Regions from separate parts of the Sus scrofa genome. Here regions 2 and 3 are each linked to region 1. A link is a contact called in public HiChIP or PLAC-seq and promoter capture Hi-C data. All regions are on one chromosome and are shown on one strand. The core of a region is the stretch at or near the end of the contact, and the rest is flanking DNA. Distances in the headings are between cores, read along the strand shown.

Region 1 (4,503 bases), core at 1,340-3,839:
TCGACAGATGAATGGATTAGGATGTATGTATACACAATGGAATACTACTCAGCCATAAAAAGGAACAAAATAATGCCACTGCAGTAACATGGATGCAACAAGAAATTCTCATACTAAGTAAGTCAGAAAGAGACAAATACCATATGATACCACTTATATGTGGAATCCAAAATATGGCACAAATGAACCTATCTACAAAACAGAAACAGACTCACAGACATGGAGAACAGACCTGTGGTTGCCAAGAGAAGGGGGAGGTAGTGGGATGATGAACTGGGAATTTGGGTTAGTAGATGCAAACTATTACATTTAGAATGGATAAGCAATGAGGTCCTATTGTATAGTACAGGGAACTATATCCAACCTTTGGTGACAGAGCATGATAGAAGATAACATGCGAAAAAGAATGTATATATATGTATGTCTGGGTCACTGCCATACAAAGAAATTGGCCCACTGGGTTAGTAGATGCAAACTACTACATTTAGAATGGATAAGCAATGAGGTCCTATTGTATAGCACAGGGAACTATATCCAACCTTTGGTGACAGAGCATGATAGAAGATAACATGCGAAAAAGAATGTATATATATGTATGTCTGGGTCACTGCCATACAAAGAAATTGGCCCAGCACTGCACATCAACTAAACTTTGATTTTTAAAAAAGAACTTTTTGGTTTGGTGAGGGGTTTTTGTTTGTTTTTGGCTGCACCTGCGGCATGTGGAAATTCCCAGGCCAGGAATCAAACCCCAGCCACAGCAGTGACTACACTGAGTCCTTAATAGGTAGGCCAGCAGGGAAGTCCAGTTTTTTGTTTTTAATGAAGTAATAATGACCATTAATTGGGTACTTTAGAGTCATTGATTCCTTCTTGGTTGTCTATCCTGTATTTATACCTTACTTCCTCCTTGCTAACAGAAATCAGTTTGAGGTTGCAAAGAGTCCATTTAAACAGTCTCTTTTCTAGTCTGAACTATAGTTGTGAAGGCCATGTGACACTGCTCTGTCCAACAAGATACGAGGGAACTGTACTATCACTCAGTCTTACTGAGTTTGCACAGGGTTACACAGACTCATACCTGGTACATGAATATTCCATTTAACAGACAAGAAAATTCTGCAAAAAAAAGAGTAACTTTGGGGGCTTATCTTACGAGCTGGAAAAACACACCACAAAGCCAAAGTAATTAGAAAGGCGTAAGGGAGTGCAGGAATTGATAAACAGACTATGAGGGAAACAAATTAGGAGTGGTCAGGAACAATTTGGGGGGACGTATAGCAAAAATAATTCATAGATCTTCCATAGTAGAATTCCTCCAGACCTTCTTGCTATTATAGTCCTTGGCACATTTTCTCCACTCCCAGAGCCCCTCTCACCTTCAGAGATTCAATGGTGGCCTGCTTGTAAATCTTTCCTCCAGGATCTTTCTTCTGAGGACTACTCTGGATTCTGGGCGTTCGAATGACAAATTTATCCATTGCTAGGAACTCCAACTACCTTCACGTGCTTGCACCGTGTACTGCTCAAGAAAGAGGGCAGATTCTAAAACCTCATCAAAACTTCTGTGATGTGAGTTCCCTAAAGTGACCCAATTGGGTTCTATAACTCTGAAAGCATTCCTGAATTAAGAGGACCCTTGACTGGAATTTACAGGAAGATTTCCTCTTTTAAGAAGATGTAAAAGAAACATCTTCCTAAAAACTGAATCCGTATACAACGACCGGTCTTACTTCCTGAATTAGGAGATGTCCAGCTTTCAGAAGTGCACGCTGCACGGGGCCTTCCAACAATGGACCAGGGTTGGAGCCTGGTGACTTGAAAAGCCTATTCCATCTTAGGTTGGGTTGTGGCAGGTTAGAGTTCCCCTGGGTTCAATGAAGCTCTCTTAATAACCACCCCACCAAAGTCACAATCCAAAGAGTTTCCCTAGTAACCAGCCGGTCCTCACAAAAACCAGTCATCTCCAGGACCTGCTGGGTGGTCAAAGGACCCTAAACAAGACTGTCGTGCTCGGGACCCTAGAGGAAAGGGAAACACCATCTTCCTCTGCTCTCAGCACGCAGGAGCCCAGAGGGGAAGCTTAACAACGATGTCCTGTGAGACCCACCAGGAAAAGCAGCCCTGCAAGCAGCCGGACCCCTCCAGAACCCACCCTCTGAGGGCCCAAACCTGGACTGTGGGGGTGAGAGCTAAGCCGACGCTTCCTCCCACCGCCGTGGTTTTTTGTTTTGTTTTGTTTTGTTTTTTCCTTTTTTTCGGAAAAGCCTGCACCCGCCAGCGGAGCTCCAAGGCGGAACGCGGGAGGGAGCGGCTAAACCAAATCACACTCCCCAGAGTGCACCGCGAAGGGGCGAGTTCGGGCGTTTCTAAGACGGCTGTAGTTCTCCTAGACCAACTTTCTCGACCCACCGTGCGTCTCCCGCTTGCGAAGAACTACATGCCCCAGCGTGCCCCGCGGAGGGAAGGAGCGCTTCGCTCTAGCACTCGCGAGAGTTGGGTGCACCGCCTCTGGCCAACCTAGAAGTTTATAGACCTAGAGGTGCGGCGGAAGGCAGCAGATTCGGGCGGGTCTGGGCGGGGCTGAGTAGACCGCGGAGGCGGAAGCAGCAGCCCGTTGGGCGGGGAAGGGGCTGGTCCTGGAAGGAGGAGGAAACCTTGAAAAGAAAACAGCAACAAGCTGAGCTGCTGTGACAGAGGCAAACAAAATGGCGGCGCCGAAAGGGAGCCTCTGGGTCCGGGCCCAACTGGGGCTCCTGCCGCTGCTGTTGCTGACCATGGCCCTGGCCGGAGGCCCAGGGACTGCTTCCGCTGAAGCGTTTGACTCGGTCTTGGGTGATACGGCATCTTGTCACCGGGCCTGTCAGTTGACCTACCCCTTGCACACCTACCCCAAGGTAGGGCCCGTCCGAACCGGGCTAACAACCCTCCCTGGCCGCTCATCTGTCCGCTGTCGGTTCTGAGAGTTTGGCTCTTCAGTCCATCCTTCAGCCGCTGTCTCTCATCCGTGTGGTTCTTGTTTTCTTCCCTAATCCTACCCGCAATCCGATCCTGCTGTGATTACCGGAAGTTTGTGCCGCACCTACCTTATAATAGGCTCGGGGACACAAAAATAAGCAAGACAGGACCCCTTTCTTCTGGGGGCTTGCGGGGCGGCAGGGGAGACGTACGCTCGGAGGGAGAGGAGGATCTGGAGGATTAATGCGAGCTCCTCACCTTCCAGGGGAGTCGGGGATGGTGGGGGGGAGGGGAGCGGTGGGAAGGAGAGGGCTAGGAGCAGCCACAGCAGTCCACCAAAGGTTTGTTCTCAATGCCTGTTCCCTGAGCGCGTCTTAGGGCTGGGAGCGTGCTCTCTGTTCCCGGAGTCAAACAAGTAGGCATTTCCACCATAGAATGAAATGTATTAAGAAAGAGTTGGGAGACTGCACTGGAAGGGCCTTCCGTCTGTGTTGAATAACTGTGCAAGACGCCTCCCCCCCCCGGGGGGGCTGGGGTGGTTTAGAGAAAAAGCAGTTAGGTTTCTGCTTTCAGAGAACTTAACGTGCAGTGCAGCAGAAGGCAGAGGGAATTCGTGGAGTGGGAACGAAATGAGAGTGCCCCTCGCAGGGGATCTCAGCTTATAGAGAGAATGACCCTATCTCCTCCTCTCCCTCACCCTTTGCCCACGGGTTCTGTCCTTAATTCAATTCCCCTTTTCAAGTTGTTTTTGCAGCTTCTTAAAAAACTGTTGGCTCAACATTCTAAATTGCCTTAGTGACTTCCTCCACCCTTCCGAATATATAATTTGGCTTCATGCCCCTCCCCCCACGGCCTTTCTTCGTAAGAGCTTTTGCTGGTCTTTTTGCCCTTGTTCTTCCTTCAGCTTCCCTATGTTGTATGCTAGCCCTCTTTGCTCTCTCAAACTACAAAGCGACTACGGGGGACAGGTTTAAAATGTTTGCATGCACTTTCAGGCTTTTGAAATGAAAAGTGTAAATGCTCTCACTACCCATATGTCTGTTTACTGCTTTTTTACATTGCTAGGATTACCAGTTTTCAAGAAAAATTGTGGGAGAGGGGATTATCAAATTTTCCATCAGAGGCAAATATAGCAGTCAAGAGAGAAATGAGCAATTTTGACTTCCAGGCTTAATTCAGTGTGTACTGCTCCGGAAAACATCATTTTCTTCTCTTCTTTAAACCTCTCATAATTAAGAGGATTGTATGAGGTGTATCTTTCTAGCTATTGGATGTTTGGGTTGATTTTTTTTTTTCCTTTTTTGAGATATTCCTAGCAGATTTGTGGTAATTTGAATACACGTGCTAGGAAAATAATTAACAGTTCATTTCTGGAACTGTTAAGTACTTTTATAGCATCCAGTACTTTGTAAAAATTGATGTGATATCAATAAGTTGTTTTTTTACTTATTCAGGAAAGCTGTTCTCCCCAGAAACTCTAAATCATCTGACTCCCTGTATGTCCTGGACTTAAAATGTATTAACTGTCTGTTCTCTGTTAGCCAG
Region 2 (4,503 bases), core at 617-3,116, 710 kb before region 1:
GAGGGGACCAGGCGTTGCGTGCGTCTTGGCCTGAACAGCGCCGGCCGGCACGCCCGCCCGCACCGTCCCCGGATTTTTCGTTTGGCGATGCACGTTTTCACCGCTACCTTGCGCGACACCCTTTCTCCTGCAGAATTCATGGCCCCCCGCGGTGGTTACTATAGATGCCATTTGGTCGGGGTTTAGAGTCATCAGTTGAAGAACCGGTTTTGATTTCTTGCTTTATCCCAGCGGCCAGCACGGGGCCTGGTAGAGCAGAAAGGCCATTTAATTGTCACCTTATGCTGAGGGGAACACCGAGGGCCACAAAGAGGGCTCGATTTGGGCAAAGAGCGTCCCGTTCCTTCTCCGCTCTGGAGAGGGAAGGGAGGAGAAAGAGGGAAGAGGCAAGGAGAGCCAGCGAGTGGAGGCAGGAATAAGGCAACTGGGAAGGAGGGAGGGTTCCTGGGATGGAGTCTGGATTCAGTCCTTCCCCACATAAACCCCCACACCCACTCTGGGTAGACATTGTGCAGGGTGCCTAGGACCCAGGGGTGGTCCCTTCCTGGAGAGTTTAGTGGAGGAAGGAGTGACTTCACAGGGTGGCCAGGGAGACCTCTGATCCAGTCTGTGAGTGGGTAGGTCTGGGAAGGCTTCCTGGAGGAGGAGGATTCCTCCAGGAACTCAGCATTGAAGAGTATGTGTGACTTGCTAGATAAAGAAGGGAGTTGTTTGTTTTGTTTGTTTTTTTTTTTTCTTTTCGGCTGTGCTCACGGGATGCAGAAGTTCTGGGGCCAGGGATCGAACCCGTGCCACAGCAGTAACCAGAGCCACAGCAGCAATGCCAGATCCTTCACATGCTTAACCACTAGGGAAAACACCAAAAAGTAAGGAAATTTTGACACAAGTTACCAGGTGGATGCACCTTGACATTCTGCTAAGTGAAATAAGCCAGACACAAAAGGACAAATATTGTATTGTTATTCCACCATATGAGGTACCTAGAGTCGTCAAATTCATAGAAACAGAAACTAGAACAATGGTTGCCAGGGATGGGGAGGGGAGATATGGGGAGTTACGTAATGGGTACAGAGTCTCAGTTTAGGAAGATAAAAAAAGTTCTGGAGATGCATGGTGGTGATGGTTGCTCAATGCGACTTTTTTTTTTTTTTTTTTTGCTTTTTTCAGGGCTGCACCTGCGGCATGTGGAAGTTCCTAGGCTAGGGGTTGAATCAGAGCTGCAGCTGCAGGCCCACACCACAGCCACAGCAACGCCAGATCCAAGCCATGTCTGTGAGCTACAGTGCAGCTCACAGCAACACTGGATACTTAACTCCCTGAGTGAGGCCAGGGATCGAACCCACATCCTCAGGGATACCAGTCAGGTTTGTTACCGCTAAGCCACAGCAGGAACGCCAAGGGGAAGATACTTAATATGACTGAACTGTACAGTTAAAAATGGTTAAAATGGTAAATTTTATAGAAATCATGTTATGACAATAAAAAGGAAACAAGTTTCAACTCCTGATCACCAGCAATTTATAGTAACATTTTTTATTAAGTTATCAAAATTTACATTTAAAAGCACAGGTGAAAAATAGCTCCAGGATGTTGTTCTAATTTATTTATTTTGTCTTTTTGCCTTTTCTAGGGCTGCTCCCGTGGCATATGGAGGTTCCCAGGCTAGGGGTCCAATCGGAGCTGTAGCCGCCAGCCTACACCACAGCCACAGCAATGCGAGATCCGAGCCGCATCTGTGACCTACACCACAGCTCATGGCAACGCCGGATCCCTAACCTGCTGAGCGAGGCCAGGGATCGAACCCTCAACCTCATGGTTCCTAGTCAGATTCAGTAACCACTGCGCCACGATGAGAACTCAGTGTTCTACTTTATTTTTTTATTGCTCAAGTCAAACATTTTTTCCCCAAGTTTACATATTGGGCTGTCTTTCCTCTTCTGAAGATTCAACTCTGTTTTTCAAGAAGCTAAAGCAACAGGCTCTCCAGAGCCCAGCCCCAGATGGAATGAGGAGTGGGAGGGCCTCAGATTCAGACCTGCTACAAAATCCAAGTCCTGGAGGACTAGCAGCCTGTGGCAGGGAGCACTACCCAGTCTTCCAGAGGGTGGGGGGCTGATGCCAATCCTGGGGGAAGACTGGCAAGAGCAGGAAAACTGGGCCACTAGTGGGGTACAGGGTGAGTGAGAGCTGAGAGTTATCCAGAGTGACACTTGCCAGGTTTACCCACGCCATCTACCCTGGCCTTGGGGAAGGGCATATCACCCTCATGTCATAGATGAAGAAAGAATGAAGTGTGAAGTAATGCAGCCACTCAGTCAAGGTCACACATTATGAGAAATTGGAACCAGCACATGGAGCTCCGCCACCTTTCCGCGGGGGCCCACTGCAGGGCAGAAAGAAGGCAGAGAAACCCCAAGGGGGGAAGCCTGATAAATAATGGCGGAAGGAAGCCTCCATTCAGAGGAAGGAGAACATTCAGGAACTGTGGGGAGGATGGGACAGCAGCAGGAGGGAGGGTGGCTTTGGGTGGCTGGGAGGGCCAGTCCTGACTCTCCCAGTCGGCAAGCTCACACAGGGTGGAGCTGTGTGCCAGGAAAGAAGGGCCTGGCTTGGGGCTCAGCAAACTGGGTTCCAGGCCTACTTGGGCACACCCAGTTCTGTGACCTAAGCAAATCCTTTTTCTCCTCTGAGCTTCAGTTTCCTGGTTTGCTGAGCAGAGAGAGTAAAAGCACGCCCTTTGCTGTATACCTGGGCTTCTGCGCCCTGCATTTGGCATGACAGCTGTTTTTTCAAGCGCACCTGCTTGTGCAATACAGGCGTCAAAAAGCCGCTGAGCAGCGAAAGCGAAAACACCTACAGGGCGCTCCGGAGCCAACGCTCGGACCCACCCACTGGCGGGGCGGCGCCCCAGGACGGGAGCGAGGTGGCTGCGCCCGGGCCCTCTGCGTGTTGACCCTCGCCTCCCGCGCCAGGCTCGACTGGGGGGCGCCCGCATCCACTGCAGCCTCCGGGGCCAGGGCGAGGCCTGGGAGCCCCGAGACAGCCATGGCAGAGCCCGCGGCCGAGGACCTGGACGCCCTCATCGACGACCTCGACTACCTCCCGGGCCACTTCCACCTGGAGATGCAGCTGAACTTCGAGCCGCGCTCGCCGGCCTCGCTCCGCGCCCGGGACCTGAAGCTGCAGCGGGACGGCCTGCGGCAGGAGCTGGAGCTGGCGGCCGCCCCGCAGCGCCCCGCCGTGCGCCACCTCCTGGGCGCCTTCGCCTTCTACCTGGAGGAGCTGGACGAGGCCCGCGAGCGCTTCCTCGAGGCTGCCCGCGAGGACCCGGGCAACCTCAACGCCTGGGCCAATCTGGCACACGTGTACGGGCGCCTGGGGCAGGAGGAAGAGGAGGAGGCGTGCGCCGGGCGGCTGGCAGACCTCATGGGCCTGGAGGGGGACCGCGGAGCCGCCGGAGACCCCCAGCTCCGCGCCGCGCGTTGCCTGGCGGAGCAGGGCTACGCCCACGGCTTCGATGTGGGCTGCGCTGGTCCGGAAGAGCGCGCGCGAGTGCTGGAGGCCGGCATCGCCCTGTACGACAAGGCGCTGGGCTACGCACAGCAGGTGGGTGACCCCTTCCCAGGCCAAGAGGGCTGGGGTCGCGGCTCCTGAAGTCGTCAGGGTTGCCCCCGCCCCCTGGATTCTCCCCACACCCTGGCCCTCTGGCTTCCGGAATACCTTGCAGGGCGCCTCTTCCTCCTTGGGACCCAGACCTGGTTTATGGCTTTTCTCTGCAGGGCTAGGGCGTGGACCCCCTTCCTAGCCGGTTAACTTGCCTGGATTTTTTTTCTGGCAACACTACAAACTCAACACGCCAATCCATCCCTCTCATCTTGCTCCTCCCAGCAAGTACCTGTCTCTACACCGGTGCACACCCACTACGTAAAAGGCGCAGCCCCCATCCCAACAGAAGCAGGCAGCGTTCTTAGCGCCTCTCCCCTCCTCACCCACCATCCCCACACACTGCAGACCCCAGATCCCTATCTCGAATCCACTCCTCTCCAGCCTCCCCCTCTGGCCCAGCCTCCATCATTCCCTGCCTGTTCCAGTGTGGTCACCTGCATCCTGCCTGGGTTCCTGTCCTCTGGCCTGACCCTTCTGCCTCCTCCACCCTGCTGCCAGTGTCATGTTGCTCAGTCTTGCTGGCCGTGCCCTTCAGCTGCTTACCAGCCAGGTGTTTGTCATAACTAGTTTCCCGTCGTTCCCCTGTGGGCCAGGTCTCTTTACAGCCCACGTTGCCACTCTCTTTGCCTCTTTTTTTTTTTTTTTTTTTTTTTTTTTTTTGGCTGCATCTGTGGCATATAGACGTGCCTGGACCCAGGACTGAATCCCAACCACACCTGTGGCAACGCCGGCTCCTTAACCCACCGCACCAGGCCAGGGATCACACCTGTGCCTCTGCAGTAACCAGAGCCCCTGCAGTCGGATTCGTAACCTACTGTGCCACAGCGGGACCCCCTC
Region 3 (4,503 bases), core at 1,301-3,800, 670 kb before region 1:
CCACGACAGGAACTCCTATTTCTTTTTTTTTCAGGTTTTTTTTTTTTTTTTTTGGCTTTTTAGGGCTATACTTATGGCATATGGAATTTCCCAGGCTAGGGTTCCAATCAGAGCTACAGCTTTTGGCCACAGTCACAGCCACAGCCACAGCAACTTGGGATCTGAGCTATGCCTGCAACTTACACCGCAGCTCATGGCAATGCCAGATACTTAACCCTCTGAGCAGGGCTGGGGGTTGACCCCACATCCTCACGGATAATAGGTCAGGTTCTTAACGCCCTGAGCCTCAACAAGAACTCCAGGAGACTTGTGAGGTTTTAATCATAAATGAACTCTATAATTCAAGGCACTCAATAAATGGCTGATCAATGAATTGATTGAAAGGTCACCCAGGAAGTTACTGGCAGTGAGAGGACTATATTCTGGTCTCCACCACCCTGGACTTTCTCAGTGAGGAGCAAATCTACTGTGACCATGGCTGGCTTGAGGGGACCCTGCAGCTCCCGTCTGCAGAGCCTCCTGCGAACTCTCGGCAAAAGGCAGCAGTTCTCGGCTTACCTCCCAAGGGGGTCGTGAGCACTAATTAGTTACCATTGGTAAAGTGCTCTGAAGATGTGGGGGTGTATAAACATGGCAAGTCATTAGGCCTCTCCACACCACTATGCTCTAGAGCCAGGAACTACTAATTGAGAAATAATTAACACCTCAGGGTGCAGAGGAAGGATGCCTGGCTCTTCCAGGATTGGAAGGGATGTAAGAAAGTGCATAAAGAGCCAGGAGAAGTCTAAGGCTGCGTTGGATCCTGAAGATTTTTCTCCTTTTGTCTCTAGAGAGGAGGCATGGGGACCTTGGGGACTGCCTTCTTTGGGGAAAGCCCAGAGCACAGAGCTGGGCTGCAGTGGCTGAATGATGCTCTTAGAGCAGAAGCGCTCAGGTCCAGCCCAGGTTCTGCCCCACCTTCCAGCTGGTGAGCAGATGCCAGTCATGGAGCCCACCAAGCTGTATTTTTCTCGGCTGTAAGACCAGGACGATGACATGCGTCTCCCATCTCCCCTCCCTGCACCAGGCTATCTGAAGCCCTTCTTCTAGGCCAGGGATCGAGCCCAGGCTTCATGTTAGGATCAAGGAGGAGTCTAAAGTACTGATGCCCAGGCCCACCCCAGATCAAAGACCAGCATCGTGGGGCTGGGACCGAGCGATTCCCAGTGCGGTCAAGTTTAAGAACCACTGCTTTGGTTTGTTTATCAGGCACGGTGTTGGGAGCGGAGGGAAACAAAGATGTAAACCCTACCCCATCCCACGCCCCTCACACTGGCTCATCATTTCCTGATTCAGGGCCTGCGTGTGTCCTGGACCTTCCAATCCCCTCCCACTGCCATTCTTGTGTTGCTAACCTCCACTCATCCTTCAGGGTCGGCTTGAAGCTCACCTCCTCAGGGAAGCCCTCTTTCCCAGCATTCCTAGAGGACTGTTCTCAGCCCCCTCAGCCCACCCTATTACACCACGGATCACACAGTATTTTTCCTGGCAGATCCTGGTGGGCTGAGAGCTTCTTGGGGCCAGTATCAGAACCACCAGGGTCTTGCACTGGGTCGTGTACATTTTAGGCGCTGAATAAACTATAGCGGTTACCAGTTAGGTAGCGTCATATGATACACAGCTCCCACCTCAGGGCGTTTGGCACTTTTTGTTCTCTGTGTCTAGAACATTCTTTCCCCCCCCCCATATCTGCAAGGCCCTCTCAGCTCCTTCAGGTCTTTGCTAAACTGTCACCTACTCCATCAGACTTTCCTTGATCCTTTTATTTTAAATGGCAACCACAGACCGCCAATGCTTTCCCTTGTCTAATTAATTTTTCTTCACAGTATTTAACACCATCTGACTAATGGGTCCTGTCTTTACATAAAATTTTGACCATTTGTGCATCATGGAGTTTTTGCATTATTTTTAAAAACTTAATTGCATTAAAATACCACTTATCTTGACCCCTGAGATCTTTGGCCTCCCTTTAACTTTCACTGTATTGATTTATTGACTAGAATGTAAGCTACACTGAATGCAGGGAACCCTGTCTGTTTTGTTCACCATTCCCCGTTTCTTCAAGGGGCTGGGACACGGCAGCTGTTCAAAAAATATTTTGTGAATAAAAGTTTGTCTTAGTGTCTTAAAGATGAAATAAAGGTGCTTCATTTCCACTGTTTAAACTTTTTAATTTATTTAAATTGAAAGCCTGTAAAATCGCAGGATAGATTCAAACTCGCTTGGCCCGCTGTTGTCATAGTTACAACATCCAAGGCGGGTCTCCTATTCCGAGAGTGGGGCGGGCCCTGGCAGTGGGTGGGAACTTTAGGCTCAAAACCTGGGAAATTGGCCTTGATCATAGAGTTACACCTCCCTAAATCCTAGAGGGCACTTCCCGGATGGTGATTTACTTATTGCTGCCCAGGCCAATCTACGAGCATGTTCTTTCTCCGCGGCTAAGTTTCCTGCAAACCTCTAGCGTGGGGTGGGGCCAGTCCCCCGAGCACGGCTTTGTGATTGGCGGTAAGGACAGGAGGCGGAGTTTGACGTGGATACGCCCCCGGCGCACGCGCGCTGGTCGGGCACGGCGGTCGCCGCGCGGGCCGAGTTGGCAGGGAGTAAACCTGGTGAGCATGGGTGACAGCGAGGGCTGAGGGTTGAGGGAAGGGCGGGAGGCTGCGGAACAAAGACTGCGCTCGGTCCTGGACGCCGAGACCTAGAACCCTGGCGTCCGTTTTCTCACGTGCCTCCGGTCCTTGGATTGGGGCTGGGTCACAGTCACTGAAACTCTTGGATTATGCTTGTCTCCTAGTCTGTTTCCTCCCTTGTGAAATGGGGGCAGGACTTCCTCCCTTGTCTGCCTCGGGTCGTTGTAACTGAGGATTTGTTAGAAATCTCCGAGACCTAATGAATCAGAAACTCTAGGGATGAGGCCCCATAATCAGTGTTTAATAAGCCCTCCAGATGATTCGGATGCTTGCTTGAATTTCAGATCCACGGGGCTACCGGAATGTAGCAGGCTGTATTGAGGGACTTCCAAACCCGAGTTGGGAAGGAAGGTGAGAGACGGAAAGAAGGGCGTGCACATGAAAGAAATCTTACAGACAGACTCATTTACTTGGAGAGGAATCAAGGGGAAGGTGTTTCTGGTTTGGGCCACGGGCCTGAGGTGGGGCCTTAAGTGGTGGTGCCAGGAGTGAACCAGCATGCCCTGCCTCCCGAGTCTGCACTTTTCTACTCAGTCACGTTAGGGCTCCCATCCTTTTTCAGGTCATAGGCCACATAGGAAATGATACTGTTTGTACAGTGCCCGGGGGAAATAGATGAAGCTGCTTGAGGTTGGAGTGGACCAGCTGTGGGATGTGAAGCCGCTGAAAGCTGGAGGGAACCACCTGGGGAATTTGACCTTCCCAGAGCTGAGGGGAGTCAGTAACCCATTCTCGGCATAAGGCTGGAGAGCTTTGCTCCATGAGGATATGCTGGAGATTAGAGGTGCTCGTTTTATTCGGCAATAAATCAAGAACCTTGAAAGGGTTTATATACTTTTTGACTCAGTAATTCATTCCTGAAAATCTCTCCCAAATATGTAACAAGAAACCCTTCTGTTTATTGTAGATTATGTTATAACAGAAAAAATTGGTAACTCTGAAGAATCATTTTTGTTTTTTTGTTTTCTTTTTAGGGCCACACCTGCAGCCTATGGAAGTTCCTGGGCTAGGGGTCAAATCAAAGCTGCAGCTGTGGGCCTACACAGCCACAGCAACTTGGGATCTGAGCCATGTCTGCAGCCTACACTGAGTGAGGCCAGGGATTGAACTGCATCCTCGTAGATACTAGTTGGGTTTGTAACCCACTGAACCACACGGGAACTCCCCAGAGAATTGTTTTTTTGTTTTTTTTGTCTTTTGTCATTTTAGGGCTGCACCCTCAGCGTATGGAGGTTCCAGGCTAGGGGTCCAATTGGAGCTATAGCTGCGGCCTACGCCACAGCCACAGCAACGCCAGATCCGGGTGGCATCTGCGACTTACACCTTAGCTCACGGCAATGCTGGATCCCTAACCCACTGAGCGAGGCAGGGATCGAACCCACAGCCTCACGGTTCCTAGTTGAATTCGTTTCTGCTGTGCCATGATGGAACTCCAGGAATTGTTTTTGATTTAATCAGTGGGATATTGTGCTGCCCTTAGGAATGTGTAAATATTTTATAAAATCAGGCAGAGCTTCTTTGCCTGCCCACCTGCTTATATCCCTCACAAGCATTCTGTCTTAATAAATCTATTTCTTGCCTAAAAAAAATAAAATCAGAGCTCCCGTTATGGCTTAGCAGGTTATGAACCCGACCAGTATCCATGAGGATGCGGGTTCGATCCCTGGCTTCATTCATTGGGTTAAGGATCCTGCGTTGCCATGAGCTGTGGTGTAGGTCGCAGATTCAGCTTGGTTCCTGAGTTGCTGTGGCTGTGGTGTAGGCTGGCAGCTAC

The links. Promoter capture Hi-C pulls out the DNA fragments that hold promoters and counts their contacts. HiChIP or PLAC-seq counts read pairs in DNA pulled down with a chosen protein or histone mark.
Region 2: a contact with region 1 is called in an H3K27ac HiChIP or PLAC-seq map of skeletal muscle, with 6 times the contacts expected there. The contact joins the promoter of TTC22 here to the promoter of TMEM59 in region 1. A contact is called at or near these places in 1 of 5 promoter capture datasets (fetal skeletal muscle) and 1 of 2 datasets of contacts at active chromatin or transcription factors (skeletal muscle).
Region 3: a promoter capture Hi-C map of fetal liver shows a contact between it and region 1, with 5 times the contacts expected there. The contact joins the promoter of PARS2 here to the promoter of TMEM59 in region 1. A contact is called at or near these places in 2 of 5 promoter capture datasets (fetal liver and liver) and 1 of 2 datasets of contacts at active chromatin or transcription factors (skeletal muscle).

The regions. Positions count from the first base shown.
Region 1 is chr6:158,259,404-158,263,906 of Sscrofa11.1, forward strand. TMEM59 (transmembrane protein 59) reads left to right here and starts at 2,590. Exons shown (of 8, transcript NM_001044558.1): 1 at 2,590-2,897. The coding sequence starts at 2,709. It overlaps TCEANC2 (transcription elongation factor A N-terminal and central domain-containing protein 2), which reads right to left and starts at 2,429. Exons shown (of 5, transcript XM_005665408.3): 1 at 2,173-2,429; 2 at 1,380-1,522. The coding sequence starts at 1,481.
Region 2 is chr6:157,553,338-157,557,840 of Sscrofa11.1, forward strand. It overlaps TTC22 (tetratricopeptide repeat protein 22), which reads left to right and starts at 1,867. Exons shown (of 9, transcript XM_003356455.4): 1 at 1,867-3,606. The coding sequence starts at 3,046.
Region 3 is chr6:157,586,435-157,590,937 of Sscrofa11.1, forward strand. PARS2 (probable proline--tRNA ligase, mitochondrial) reads left to right here and starts at 2,551. Exons shown (of 4, transcript XM_003127972.3): 1 at 2,551-2,648.